4 separate regions of the Mus musculus genome follow, and regions 2, 3 and 4 are each linked to region 1. The links are chromatin contacts, called in public HiCAR-type, Micro-C and promoter capture Hi-C maps. All regions are on one chromosome and are shown on one strand. The core of a region is the stretch at or near the end of the contact, and the rest is flanking DNA. Distances in the headings are between cores, read along the strand shown.

The links. Promoter capture Hi-C pulls out the DNA fragments that hold promoters and counts their contacts. Hi-C and Micro-C count contacts between places; a contact is called where the count stands out from the background. HiCAR-type assays count read pairs that join an accessible place to other places.
Region 2: a HiCAR-type map of astrocytes shows a contact between it and region 1, with 2.7 times the contacts expected there. The contact joins the promoter of Otulin here to the promoter of Fbxl7 in region 1. A contact is called at or near these places in 1 of 484 Hi-C or Micro-C datasets (embryonic stem cells) and 1 of 115 datasets of contacts at active chromatin or transcription factors (astrocytes).
Region 3: a Micro-C map of embryonic stem cells shows a contact between it and region 1, with 4 times the contacts expected there. The contact joins the promoter of Marchf11 here to the promoter of Fbxl7 in region 1. A contact is called at or near these places in 3 of 39 promoter capture datasets (the 3T3-L1 cell line, the SN4741 cell line and liver), 3 of 484 Hi-C or Micro-C datasets (the N1E-115 cell line and embryonic stem cells) and 1 of 115 datasets of contacts at active chromatin or transcription factors (astrocytes).
Region 4: a contact with region 1 is called in a promoter capture Hi-C map of hippocampal neurons, with 2.5 times the contacts expected there. The contact joins the promoter of Ank here to the promoter of Fbxl7 in region 1. A contact is called at or near these places in 1 of 39 promoter capture datasets (hippocampal neurons) and 1 of 115 datasets of contacts at active chromatin or transcription factors (astrocytes).

Annotation. Positions count from the first base shown.
Region 1 is chr15:26,893,973-26,897,271 of GRCm38.p6, forward strand. It overlaps Fbxl7 (F-box and leucine-rich repeat protein 7), which reads right to left and starts at 1,592. Exons shown (of 4, transcript NM_176959.3): 1 at 1,041-1,592. The coding sequence starts at 1,077.
Region 2 is chr15:27,629,138-27,632,436 of GRCm38.p6, forward strand. Otulin (OTU deubiquitinase with linear linkage specificity) reads right to left here and starts at 1,556. Exons shown (of 7, transcript NM_001013792.2): 1 at 1,321-1,556. The coding sequence starts at 1,472.
Region 3 is chr15:26,307,378-26,310,676 of GRCm38.p6, forward strand. It overlaps Marchf11 (membrane associated ring-CH-type finger 11), which reads left to right and starts at 1,671. Exons shown (of 4, transcript NM_177597.6): 1 at 1,671-2,415. The coding sequence starts at 1,885.
Region 4 is chr15:27,465,076-27,468,374 of GRCm38.p6, forward strand. It overlaps Ank (progressive ankylosis), which reads left to right and starts at 1,602. Exons shown (of 12, transcript NM_020332.4): 1 at 1,602-2,024. The coding sequence starts at 1,929.

The sequences.
Region 1 (3,299 bases), core at 342-2,841:
GAGTGGATTTTTCTAGGGTTTGCTTTTAGTATAAGTTTTACAAAGTAGCTCAGAAGTAAACACAGATACAAACAGGGAGAGACGCCCCTACATTCTGTAACTATGGCTCCAAGTTTTGGACAGGCTGATAAGCGGTTCCTTAACACCAGATGCTGAATAGCTATTCTGCATTCCTGCCAGTCTGAAAGGGCTCTTCCCTCCTTTGTAACCGCCTGTGCTCTGGGGAAAGGCAGGAAAGCCAACCCAGTCTCCTCACTCCTTTCAACCAGGTTCACTCGATACAGACCTTAACTCTTGAACTGTAGAAAATGTCTTTGCTTTGTGCATATCAGGGACATGCTGTTAATCACAGGGGTTAAAACACTACTGGTATTATGCAAAGCGGGGAAGGCGGGACTGAGGAGGCAACCCACACATCCATCATCCCTTTAGGAGTAGGCGGAGTTTAAAGTTTCCCCCAACTTCCAAGTACTCACTTGACAGGCAATATTTCTGTGCAATTTCCAGCCCCGAGTAACAGATGGTGCTCTGCCTGTCTTGAGCCTCGAGAGAGCCCAGACAAAGCTCCCAGCCACTCCATGCCTCGCGGGACCCATAGGTGGTTAGTTTCACAGACCTGTCAGACCAGGGCAGTTAGCAAAGAATGGAAGCTTAACTTCTTCCCGAAGTTTTTTTCCTGATAGGAGGAAGTCCAGAGGACTAAAGCACAAAAAGGCCTGGGAAAGTTTTGACTGCTTCAATTCTCTGCCAAACCATCACCTAGACCAAGGTGCGCAGAGAAGGAAAAGCTGGGGCACACGTGTTCAGAAACACAGCAGAAATGCAACTTGAGCAGTCCTAAAGACAACCTGGAAAATTGCTTAAGAGACCCCAGTGGTGGAAAGGCACGTCCAGGTACCAGAGACTGGATCAAGCAGAGCCCAAAGGGAAGCCGGCTACCCCGACGTCACCAAAGTAGGGTGCGCCTGAGCTGTGTGCGAGAGGAAAGGGAGGGGGCGCGATCCGGGAGTCGGGGGAGGGGGTACGTTCGGCCCACTCACCCTCACTGCCGTACTGTTTGCCATTGTTCGCGCCCATCCTGTCGCCGTCATGCCCGCCTCCTCCCTGGACACTGCATAGCTGGGGCGCACCTCCCAGGCGGCGGGGCAGAGGAAAGCGGGCAGGACCGGACCCTTAGCTGCACATGCCCCTTCCAAGGGCCGATTTGGGCTTGGGGGTCCGCAGTGCTCTGCGACCGGAGGGGTGGGACTAGGTCCGCTCCTGGCACCCCCGAGGGTGGCGAGCCAGCTCCAGAGCAACCACCGGAGCTCTCAGATTCCGCGCTCCGGGCGAGTGGGAGCAGCGCGAAGCACAGCCCGCGCCCGGGTGCCGCCCCTAGACTCGCCGCTCCACCGCCGTGGGGTCCCCATGCGCCTCCGCGGTCCCCAGCCGTGCGAGCCGAGCCGCGCCTGCCCCAGGCTGTCCGGCTCCTCGGCCTCCGCCTCCGCCCTGCGCCCCCGTGCGTCCGCGGCTTCCCCGGGGAGGGCGCGGCGGCCACTTGTTGCGGTGCCCCGAGTGAGCAGAGACTTGTGGCCCGGCGCTGCTCGCCTGCGGGCCGGACTTTTGTTAGCGCCAGGCGCCTCCTCTCGCCGCCCAGCGTCAATCACAGCTGGAGCCCCCGGGAGGAAGGCCGGCCCGGAGATGCGCGGCCTTTTAAAGGGGCAGCACGCCTTTTCCGGGCTCCGGCTCCTGGTCCCCGCCAGGGCTCTGGCTCTCCGTGCCACTCGCGAACCCTCCGGCGTGAAGGACCGTGCTGCGCGCTGTGTTTTCTGTGGACTGTGGGCTTCAAGACGTTCTTCGAATTCCCCTGGAGTTGTCTACAAAAAAAATGGCCCATTTGTGACGTTTACTAGAAACATGCAGTCAGTGTCCGGTTCTGGCACATTTCTGGTACCTGTGCTGGCAATCTCCAGCGGCTCCTTGGGTTTCGGGGCTAACGCGAGGAATGGAGGAGGGGTAAGGAAAACTTGAGAGGAACTTAGCAAGGGAGTGGTCTCTGGAGAGCAAAGACATTCCCCGCCCTGAGAAGGAGGTTTCCTGGCTCTGAAGTTTTGAAAGCTTCCGAGACACGACTTTTTTTTCCCTCCTCATTTATTTATTTATTTTTCTTCTTGTAGTTGATGCCATCTTTTATTTAGTAACTTACTACTTCGTTTGGAGATTTACGTGGCGTTTGCAAAGCCCCCTCCTCCTTTAAATCGCCCTTTGGTGTTCCTTCCATTAAATAGGGAAAAAAAAAAGATAGAGAATCTTAATGTCCTACTCCATTTCTATGTAAGTGCCTAGAAAGTCTCACTGAAGATCAGAACGTTGTTCACGCAGATTTTTTTGGTGGTGAAACGAACACGCAGCAGTTTCTCCTTACAGATGTTGTAAATTAAATTAAAGCTTAGTGATATGTTTATCTTTATATATACATAATTCTTGAATAGAAACCCAGGAGTTAGTAAACAATGGCTTCTTATGAGATGATTTGACTTCTTGTAAATTCTCCTTAGATGAGTTCCTACAATGCTCTTCATTAAAGATAAAACATTATGTTTCAAAGTTTAAAATCTATCCTTAACCATGCAGATACCATATTCTTAAGTAAACGTGTAAACGTTCAAAGATAGAACAGAATAATTATTGTGTTGGGAACCTTTTTTGTCTTCTACTCCAAAGCCATAAAAGAATGTTTTAATGTCTTTTAAAATATCTAAACAGTAATGTGTAATTCCTAAACACTTGTCTAATGAGATAAAATTAAAAACATTAAAATTAAAATTAATTTATGATGGGCTCCCTACAAGATTCTGCTAGAAAACACAAAATCAATCTAAAAATGAGTAGACAGCAGGGCTGTCTTCCTGCACAAGATGGATTCTGCCTGGTCCTTGGGGTGACTTTGAAAATCTGAGCAATCTGCCTCCACTCCCCCTCAAAATTGCTAGGGTTGCAGGCATCTGTCTCCTACCTGGGTTTATATGGTGCAAAAGAACAAACCCAGGACTTCATTCATGCAGGGCAAACACTGTCTACCCACCGAGATAATCTACAGCCCTTGGTTCAGGAGGTTTCATGTCTCCATTTAAGAAACTGTGCGAATTTTACCCTTTTGGCAGCTTAGCTGAGGATAGACAGCACTAACTCAGGAAAGCAAGTGAGGCTCATCTCAGGCTTGGTGTGGCATTTTCAGTTTGTTATGCTTATGCTCTCTGTCCCTCTTTGTGGTTTACAAAGTATGGAAATGATGAAAAACAAAACCAAGGCTCAAAAAG
Region 2 (3,299 bases), core at 306-2,805, 740 kb after region 1:
TGTACGTTGGAGAATGTGGTTCTGGCCTCAAAGGCTCAGGTATCTTTCAAGGCATGTGAAACTGCTAGGGTAAGACTGAGGTGCAGGGCTTAAAAGGCTGGGCATCCAGGAAAGGAATGGACTAGGAAAGCAGGCTGAAAGGCAGAGCCGTCAGGAAGCAGAGGAAGAGCAGAGGAAAGAGACATCTCTAACCTAGACAGTTTCAACCTGGCAACCACAGACTAGACCAACTCAAACATGGCCCTGTAATATAAAGGAGCTCAATAGAAAGAAAAATAAGTGTCCCTACTTAAGAATCAGGACATTTCATTTAAAAAAACCAGGCTATCTAGATTCATTGACTACAGCAACTATGGCTGAAGCTTAGATAATGCTGACCCAAATAAAGAGCTAAAAGCTCCCCAAGTCCCAAAGCTAACAGACAATGTCACTAACGCTAATTGGCAGCCTAGCTCTTAGAGAAGGTTAAGGCTTCCCACTCTATACCTTTCCTGTTACCACTAGCTCATTACAGGAATAATTACCATCACACTCGGGCGCTCAATAAACGAAAGCGGTCAAAGCCCACCGCAAAGCACCTCACAACTGAGCTGCTATTATATCCCGTCTTCCTTAACAAGGCTTCAAAAGACCCCTTCTTAGGAAATTGAAAGAGCTCTAAAGGTCCATCTAGACACACCTTATGCTTTAACTTTTGGATCATAAGAAAACTGACTGTCGGAGCTTTTGATTTTCTAAGTCCAAAGACATCTAGAACTGTGCCACGAACTCAGTAGACACCTCCAAACCCTGCACAGTGAAATCGCTTCTAACTTACTGTTTTTCTTCACAGTCAATAAGGAACTGCTCTAAAACTGTGTGCCTGTGTGTGTGTGTGTGTGTGTGTGTGTGTGTAAAAGCAAAGAGTGGTAGGAATACCTAGCCAGGGTCTGACGGGGTAAAACGGAGAGGGCCAGCCTGTGGCCAAAGTCTGTCCAACAGGTGGGAAACTCTTCAAGTGGTGACATCGCAGGACAATTCTGTGGCTGTTACTGGGGCGAACTCACTTCCTCCGAGCTAGGTTAGGGGAAAAGAGCTACAGGGAGTCAGTGGATCATTAAAGGGGCCTCTCTGGATTTCTTTCCCAAATTCCTAGCGCTTTCCCTAACTTCAGGATTGGACAGTTGTCAAAGCGGGAGTGTGGCGGCCTGGGTGACCGAGCTGTGACAGGGTCCACACTCCCGACTCTCTACTGCTCGGTCTGGGTAGCCGACCTGAAACCGAGGGAACCCACGCAGCCCCGCGCCCGCGCCCGCTCCCACGCCCGCCCCGCTCACTCACTGCTCGGCCGGGCATCGCGTCGCGGCCCGGGGCTGCGCGCCGGCCGTCACCTTCCCGCCGTCCCGCGCCGCGGCCCCGGCCTCGCGCGCCGGCGTCTCGGCGCAGCTTGCACCGGGCCACGCTCCGGGCTGGGGCATGGTTCCCCGACTCATCCGCGGCCACGCCGGGCCCTGCCGTCCCGCCGTCCGGAGCCGTGGCTGCGCTGCCCCGCACCCCGCGAGGTCCGCAGAGCGCTTCCGTAAGCGTCACTGTGGCCCGCCCCGCGACCTTTGACCTGCAGCAAGGGGGCGTGGCGAGAGGCTAGGGGACCTGGAACGGGCGGGGCTGGGAATGGAGGGAGGACGCCTGCGCAGAGCGGATTTGAGCCGCGGAGCCTGGAGCGGCCCGCGCCGTGTGCCCACTGCGCATGTCCGGGCTCAGTAGGTGGTGTTGGGGGATGTTGGAGGCTGGGCAGGACACGCGGCTGGGCGGTGTGGAGTTGAGAGAGTTAGGATGCCGGGTAGTACTTACCTCGGTACAGAACTTCATCCTTGGTCCCCTAAAAGTTCTGCTGGCACCGTTCCTCAGTGCCAGCGCGGCCTCTGGAGCCCACGTGGCCTTGACCTCGGCTGTGGGGTCGTAGTTGAGCAAGCACAACATTCTGTGCCATCTTGAATTAGATTGCTTCATGTGATCGATTTAAGAGTAAGAGTAAAGGGCTGACATTAACAGATTTCCAAGGTATGACCGTGGAGGCGCAGAAGCCGGGGAGAGTGGGTGAGTTAGTAGGCATGGCTCCAGCCTTGAGGCAGAACCCGAGTATGGAGCAATAGCGAGGCAGGGACATTTCGGAAGCCTGCAGATAGGTTCAGGGGCAGAACCGAAAAGTAAGATTGGAAGTCAGATCATAAAAAGCCAAGTTTAGATTGATAAGCTTGAGCTTCGTCTTTTCCGTGTTCTCTCTATAAGGCCATTTATGAAAGATCATTTTTGCCTGCAGTTAAATATTAAAGCATAGGACTAAACTGATGTTCAGAGGTGAGGGGAGCACACTAGTGTTAAACATCCCCAAGGCTGATTGGGTGATTAAAACGTCCTTGATTATGGAGAGCTAGAATATTACCGATTAGGAGTAAGCTGCACAGTCTTGGGCGATCTTCAGTTCTCCTTAATAGCCATTTATTGCCAACCTCATTATAGCTTTTAGGTAAATCATTGGGATCTACAGACTTACGGCCAGAATAACATCAGATCACATAACAAACATTTAACAAACATTTCTACCATCTACCTGATGCGTTTTAGAAAGACCTTTGACTTAATGTTTGATTTGTTCTGTTACTATTTAAAAAAACAAACAAACAAACAAAAAAGCAAGGAAGCCATTAGGCTGGAGCATATGGAGACTATTTGGAATAAGTCAAATCTGTGTTCCTGGACCATTGTGCCTCATATTTCCTTGGCTCCAGACTAAACTATCTTACTTTCTTTCAGGGGAGGGCTATGTTCTTTGTAAAGAACCTGTAAAGATAAACTCGGGGAGGTGGGAACATAAGAGGATAAACTATAGAAAGAACATTTGTGCTGGGTGAGATGGTGCACGCCTTTAATCCCACCACTTGGGAGGCAGAGGCAGGCGAATTTCTGAGTTCGAGGCCAGCATGGTCTACAAAGTGAGTTTCAGGACAGCCAGGGCTACACAGAGAAACCCTGCCTCAAAAAAACAAAACAAAACAAAACAAAACAAAAACAAAAACAAGAGAAAGAAAGAAAGAAAGAAAGAAAGAAAGAAAGAAAGAAAGAACGTTTGTCTTGAGACAAATAACTCTGAGGTGTTCTTTTCCTTTTTTTTTTTTTTCTTTAAAAAGTAAGAAACACACCTGCTGAAAATTCAAAGCATAAAATGGTAAGCAAACTGGTTGAGGAACTTAAGGAGGAAGGATTGTAGTAGGTCATCACCCAGTTCACGTCCATCTGGAACATCCCAATCTGACTTCGGG
Region 3 (3,299 bases), core at 421-2,920, 590 kb before region 1:
TGAGAGGACATTCCTGGAAGCTGTTTCATCTGAAGCCATTTGTGATGAAGCAGTCTTCTTCTTTCTTCTTCTTCTTCTTCTTCTTCTTCTTCTTCTTCTTCTTCTCCTCCTTCTTCTTTCTTTTGCAACTCCATCCAGGCCACAGTGATATATGTCAAAAGACCCGGGTCTTTACCTTTCTTTTCTTTGTTGTTTGTTTCTTTCTCCCTCCTTTCCTCCTTCCCTTCACCCTCTCTCTTTCCTTTTTTAAAAAAGGCAAATGTATACTTGTAAATTCTACTTAAGCCTGTGCTCAAGTACTTCAATTCTGTTAACTGGAGTTAGAGACACAAAACAACCCACATGCTACAGAACTATTTTAAAGAAGATGAAGAAAGGATTGTGTGTGAATGCTGGTATATGTTCATGTGCCCATCACCCTGGCGCGCGCACGCGCACGCAAACACACACACACACACACACACACACACACACACACACACACACTGGTGTCAGATCTATGGACAGTCCTTAAATAGGCTGGTGACCTTGAACTTAGTTTGCCTATCTGGTCCTAGGTCTTCAGCTATGAAATGTGGCCAATAAGGAATGTTTTAGGGCCAGTCACTTCTGTCAAAGTCATTAAGACTCCACTTCAGTGATAAGTCACAATTGATTTGCATGGACACCTTGCAGGGTAAAACCCCAATAACCTAAGAGTTCAGACTGCTGGGTTTGGAACAGAAGGCCAGAGCACAGGAGCACAGTACCCTACTGGAAAGGGGTGGGGAGAGAGAGGAAGAGGGAGAGAAAAGGTAGGGAGGGGTAGGGAGGGAGGAGAGAGGAGGCCGGGGAGAGGGAGAGAGAGGGAGAGAGGGAGGAGAGACTGGGGGTGGGGGGTGGATGAGGGTGGAGGCAGGCTGAGTCAAGGTTGTAACCACTTTTCCTGGGAAGGACGCAGCAATATTTGTGCAAGCATGAAGGAGACCCACAAGCCACAGAATGGAGCATTGCAACCCTCCAACCTCGGACGCATCGAAAATTTTTACAAATCCAGGATGTATATATTCAGGAGAGGGAGACAGGGGGATTGGGCATTCCCAGGATGACAAAGGTTTCAGAGGCTTCTGCTTGAAGACTTTTGAGATGCAGAGTCCTCTGAAGAAGAGAGGACTGGGATCCCCAAAACAACAGTGGAGCAAAGAGCAGCTACAGCATCTGTCCTCAAGAGTCCTTTCCTGCGTGCCTCTGTTCACAGGGATGCCTACCTCGCCCTCATCCTTACTCCCACGCGGGTCTCTGCTTGGCCCACCGCGCCCCCACCCGGCGGGTTTCTCGGAATTCCCCCAGATCCACCCAGTAACGGTTTTTGGATCGGCAGCTTCCGACCCCTCCCCCTTTTCCTTTCTCACTGGAGCCGCAGTACCGCGCGCTTCTGCGAGGGGCAATCCGCCCCGGAACCGACGTGAGCGGCCCGGGGCGGGGTTAGTGGAAGCGGCCCAGGAATCCCCCAGTTCCAGCAGGGTCCTCTCGGCACCCCACACCTCTCTCTCACGCACGACTTGCCTACCCCCATCCCCCAGTCCAGTGCTTGTTCCCAGCCTCCTTGCCCAGCTCTGCGCTCCTCCCCGCCTCCCATCCCCACCCCCGCGCGCCTGGCACGGGCAGCCGAACTCGGCGCCGCCTCCATCAGAGCCGAGCCGGCGGCTCCGCTGAACAGCCGCCTCTGCGGCCGCCGCGCCGGTCCTCCGCGTCCTCTCCTGGTCCCGCCTTCCTAGTCCCTTCGCCCCGGTTCCCCTTCCCACCCTCTTCCCTCCTCCCTCTCCAGCCTTCCTCTGCGCTCTCTGGCTGCAGTCCGCGCCCGGCCCGCCACCGGGCGGGCAGGAGGACGGCGGCGACTCCACCATGAGCGACGAGGGCAAAAAACGGTCTAGCCGGGCGGACAGCCTCGAAGCTGAGCCACCTCTGCCCCCGCCGCCCCCACCCCCGCCTCCGGGAGAGTCGGTCCTGGTCCCCACCTCCCCACGCTACCGGCCGCCGCTGCCCGCGCCTCTGGAGCGCATCGTAGGGTCGGGCGAGCCGCCGGTAGAACTGGCCCCTCGGCGCAAGGGCGCAGGAGAGCCTCTACCGCCGCTGCCGCCGTCTCTGTTGCCCGGCGACCAGGAGGTGACAGCGGCGGGCGACTCCTGCGAAGGTCCTAGGCGCCTTCCAGAGGTGAAGCTCCCCGAGGCTGCGACGGGGAAAGGCAGCCCGGGGGAGCCCGAGGCCGGCGCGTGCCGGGAGGGCGAGCGGCGAGGCACCGGAGACCAGCCCGAAACACGCTCCGTATGTAGCAGCCGCAGCAGCAGTAGTGGCGGCGGTAGCGACCAGCGCTCGGGGCACCAGCACCAGCACCATCAGCCCATTTGCAAGATCTGCTTCCAGGGCGCAGAGCAGGTAAGGCCAGAGGGACCCCAGGTCTGCAGGCGGTGAGTCCTGGACCTGGACCGCAAGGGTAGAGCTTTCAGCACCACGGACAGCGCACGCCCCACAACTGAGCTTCCCTCTCCAGTTCTCTTTCTGAGAAGGCTGATAAAGTGTTCTGGTGGCCAATACAGAAGTAAATTAACCTACACCTTTTCTCTCTACCTTATTTTGAAGTCAGGTACTCCTAGGTACTATAATGGTAACATCATCAAGCGTTTCTTGTGAATTACTCAAAGGATTTTAGTTTATAAGTAGATTCAAGCCAGGTCTCTTTTCTGTTAATGTATCCAGAGAACTTAGTTTCAGAATACAAATGAGGCTGGGGATAAGTCATGCTACATCAATACCAATATGAGGTATGCAATACCAATATGCAATACCAAAAAAGGGTGGGTTTTTTATTACAAATTTTTAATGAGAAAGGTGCTACAGTTCTTGCAAAAGGAAGTACTTGAACAGAAAGGGTATCTTAGCCAATTGATGTCCTTGATGCTTTGTTAGAAATGCATTTTTAAAATTATAAGCATCATTAGAGTCACGTACAAACTTCCACAAGAACCATCATGCAGGGGAAATGAGAATGCATCTCCCTTGCAAAGTGTGTGAAAACATTAGCTTTAATGTCTCTGAAAGTTAGGAAGTTGCATAAGAATACACAGGCTTTCAGGAAATAGCGCCCTGAGTCAATATTTATGATGCTACATTTAGAAAAAGTAAAAGTGCAGGCTACTCTGAGCTGCTTTCTGCTATGCACTTCTCCTTTAGCAATGATTAAGAATAACTGCAGAGGAAATGCATCTGACCATCCACTTAAAAGTTATTAAAGAGATTTAATAGTAGAGCCTTTCCCCCAA
Region 4 (3,299 bases), core at 352-2,851, 570 kb after region 1:
TAATAAAGGCAAGGTCTCCCTACAAAATCCTAGCAGGCTTGGAACTCATTATGTAGCCAAGATTGGCCTGGAACTTACAGCAATCCTCCTGCCTCTGATTACCTTCAAATATAGTATTAATATGAGCCTTACAGAGATAAAGGGAATGGGTTCATTTCTTAGGACAAAATACTTGAATGTTTTAAGTAATACACAAGTTTAACTCATTATGTTTATTTTAAAAGATGTGTCAAGGCTATACAGAGAAACCCTGTCTCGAAAAACCAAAAAAAAAAAAAAAAAAAAAAGATGCATAGGAAGATACAAGTTGAACAAACCATCTATCTCAACTGCTACAGAATGAAAAGCTAAGGCCCCTTGTTCAGAAATTCATCATTTCAAGAGGGCAAGACCAGGGTTTGAAGAAAACGATGTTTCAGCAGTTAGGAGCACCGACTGCTGCTCTTCCAGAGTCCCGGGTTCCATTCCAGCACTCATATGGTAGCTCACAATGTTCTGGAATCCAGGAGAAGCTCCAATGCCCTCTTCTGGGCTCTGTGGGTGCTGGACAAGCATGTCATGCACAGACAGACATGCAGACAAAAAAAAATATCTGCCCATAGACATAAAATAATAAAATAAATATTAATGAAAAGTATTAAGGCAAAAACAGAGAGCCAAAGCAGGCACAGGACCCTCTACGAGCTAAGCTTTTTTGTGTGACTGTACTCGTCTCTTGGAGGCCAGCCCCGCCCTGCTGTGAATGCTTCAGTCACTGGCTTGGACCCTTTTTTCATACACTATACTGGGACACCGGCTGATGCTGGCTTTGTCAAGCTTTTCAGTTTTAGGTAAAAGTCTCAGCTCAGCAACTGATTTATCATGAAATCACTGGGGACATATTATAACACAGCCGAGCAGATTTTCTTTCCTTTTTTTTTTTTTTAAGCATATTTACCGGTCGACTTTTAAATAAGTAAACGGTTGCACATTACTAGCAAAAGCTGGAGACCGGTATGGAGCATCCCAGAACCCTAGTCCAGGACGGACAGTCAGTCCCTGCCACCCGGTGTATTTTTCCCCAGGGTCTGCAGATCTCTGTCACGAGAGATGCGAGATGCTCGTTTTGGTAAACCATCCTTCTCTCCCACTAATGCAGCCGTATCCCCATCACCCTAAAGCAGCTCCCAGTCCGCCTCAAGGCCGCCCGGACGCCGAGGCCTTTCCAGCTCGGTTGTCCCCGAAGCTCTACTCCTGGTTCCCAACTCTGGAGACGGCGCTCACACGGCCTTGCCGGACGCTCCGGGGACAGCATGGGGCTGTCGGTGTCGGGTCACCCGGAGTCCCCGCCCGCTCGCCCGCCCCGCCTGACTCCCCGCTCCGCGCGCTCGGCTCAGGCGGCGCCCCGGTCCCCCGCGGGCGCGGACGGCAGTGGCCTGTGCGAGCGCAGCGCCCCCCGCGGCCGAGCCGTGCGCAGCGGAGCGGGGAGGCGGCGCCGGGCCGGCCCCCTCCCGGGTCGCCAGCGGTGTCGCGCCTCCGCCCGCCCCTGATTTCCTCCGCGCGGCGCGGCGGCGGCGGCGGAGGCGCCTCGTGCGCGCGGTTATTTATTTATTTCCGGGCCCAGAGCGCTTATAATGGAGCCGCTGTCAGCAGAAGCCTCTGCTGCCGCCGCCGCCGCCGCCGCCGCTGCCGCCGCTGCCGTCCCTGTCCCTCCTCTCTTTCTCCCCGGCAGATCTTTGTTGTGTGGGAGGGCAGCGGGGATGGACTTGAGCTCGCGGCTCTCCTGCTAGAGCAGCAGCGCTTGGAGAGGACGCCGCCGCCGCCGCGAGCAGCCGCCGCCCCAGGCCCCGCCGGCCGCGGCCTCCGTCCCCGCGCTGCGCTCCGCGCGCCTCCCAGCACAGTGCCCTCGCGGCGGCAGATGAGTGTGGGGTCAGCCCACGGCGGGGACTATGGTGAAATTCCCGGCGCTCACGCACTACTGGCCCCTGATCCGGTTCCTGGTGCCCCTCGGCATCACCAACATAGCCATCGACTTCGGGGAGCAGGTAAGCCCGGCCGCGCCCGGTGCGCCTCGCTCGCCCAGCCTCGGCCTTGGATGCCGGGCGCCGGGGGGATGCGGGAGGAGAGGAGTCACCTGCTCCGAACCCCCTTTACCCTGGACCATTTGACGTGGCTTTGCGGCTTGTCGAGGGTGACTTTTGCAGCGCCCCATCCCCTCCCTCCGCAGATATTGGAGACTTTTCCAGCGTTCTTTGGAAAATAGCAAGCGACGGGATGATGGGGAACTTCACCTATAGAAAGGGGTTTAGTGCTCGGGATGAGTATTATGTAATTTGTGATTATGTAAACCTCGGGCCCAGAACTGCATGTAGTTTCTAGTAGCATTTAGTGCTGGCTTTTTACTTGCACAGGGTTTGGTGATGGTAGTGATGGTGGGAGAATTTGCCTTACAATGTCTCCAAGTTGATTTCCCACGTACTTCCAAATTTACATCTTTGCATGTAGCCTAGGTAAGGATTAGGGGTGTCCAGGAGGTACCTTGCCTAGAGGATCACTGATTATATCTACTTTAGGATATCTGTTCTCTCTCTCTCTCTCTCTCTCTCTCTCTCTCTCTCTCTCTCTCTCTGTGTGTGTGTGTGTGTGTGTGTGTGTGTTCTCTCTCCTCTCTTCCTTCCACCCCTTTGGACGAGAGCACATTTCTGGTGCTGCCTTCTCATTCTTTTTTCACGCTATCTCCATGTGGCGTCATTACCAATCTGGTGCTGCAGGCTCTCCCGTGGCGGTGAGGCACTGGTACCCTTTTGCAGGGCTTCCTGGCAGTTGCAGTTACAGCCTAAGGTCCGGGAGAGGGTTTGGGGGTGGGAGCTGGACCTTTTCAAAAGTGTAAGATAGACCTACTTTTGCAAATGTACTATTTTTTCCTTTCAAAGCAGTGGGATAAACCCTCTTTTGTTCATTAAGGGGCTCTGGATGGAGGCGGGAGTGAGGAGTTTCTGACAGTCACTGGGTAGGCAGGTATAGCCCACCTCTGTGTAGGGAAGGATAATTCATACAGGCAGGTGAAGAGTCGATACAGGAGCACAGGAAAACGAGGTATCTGCTTCACATGCGTTGGAGATGATTAAGACATAGAAAATTATTAAAACGTCTCACCAGCTTTTAAGCCTCGGACTTGTCAAGAACAAGAAGACTAGGAATGTCACTTAAGTGTTTCTTGGGTAGGTAGGTTTTGTTTGTGATTATAAACACAAGTTTGCGTTTACACTGAGCCTGTGGCAGAACTTTGAGAGTGGAAATTTAGATTCCCCTGAAAAGTT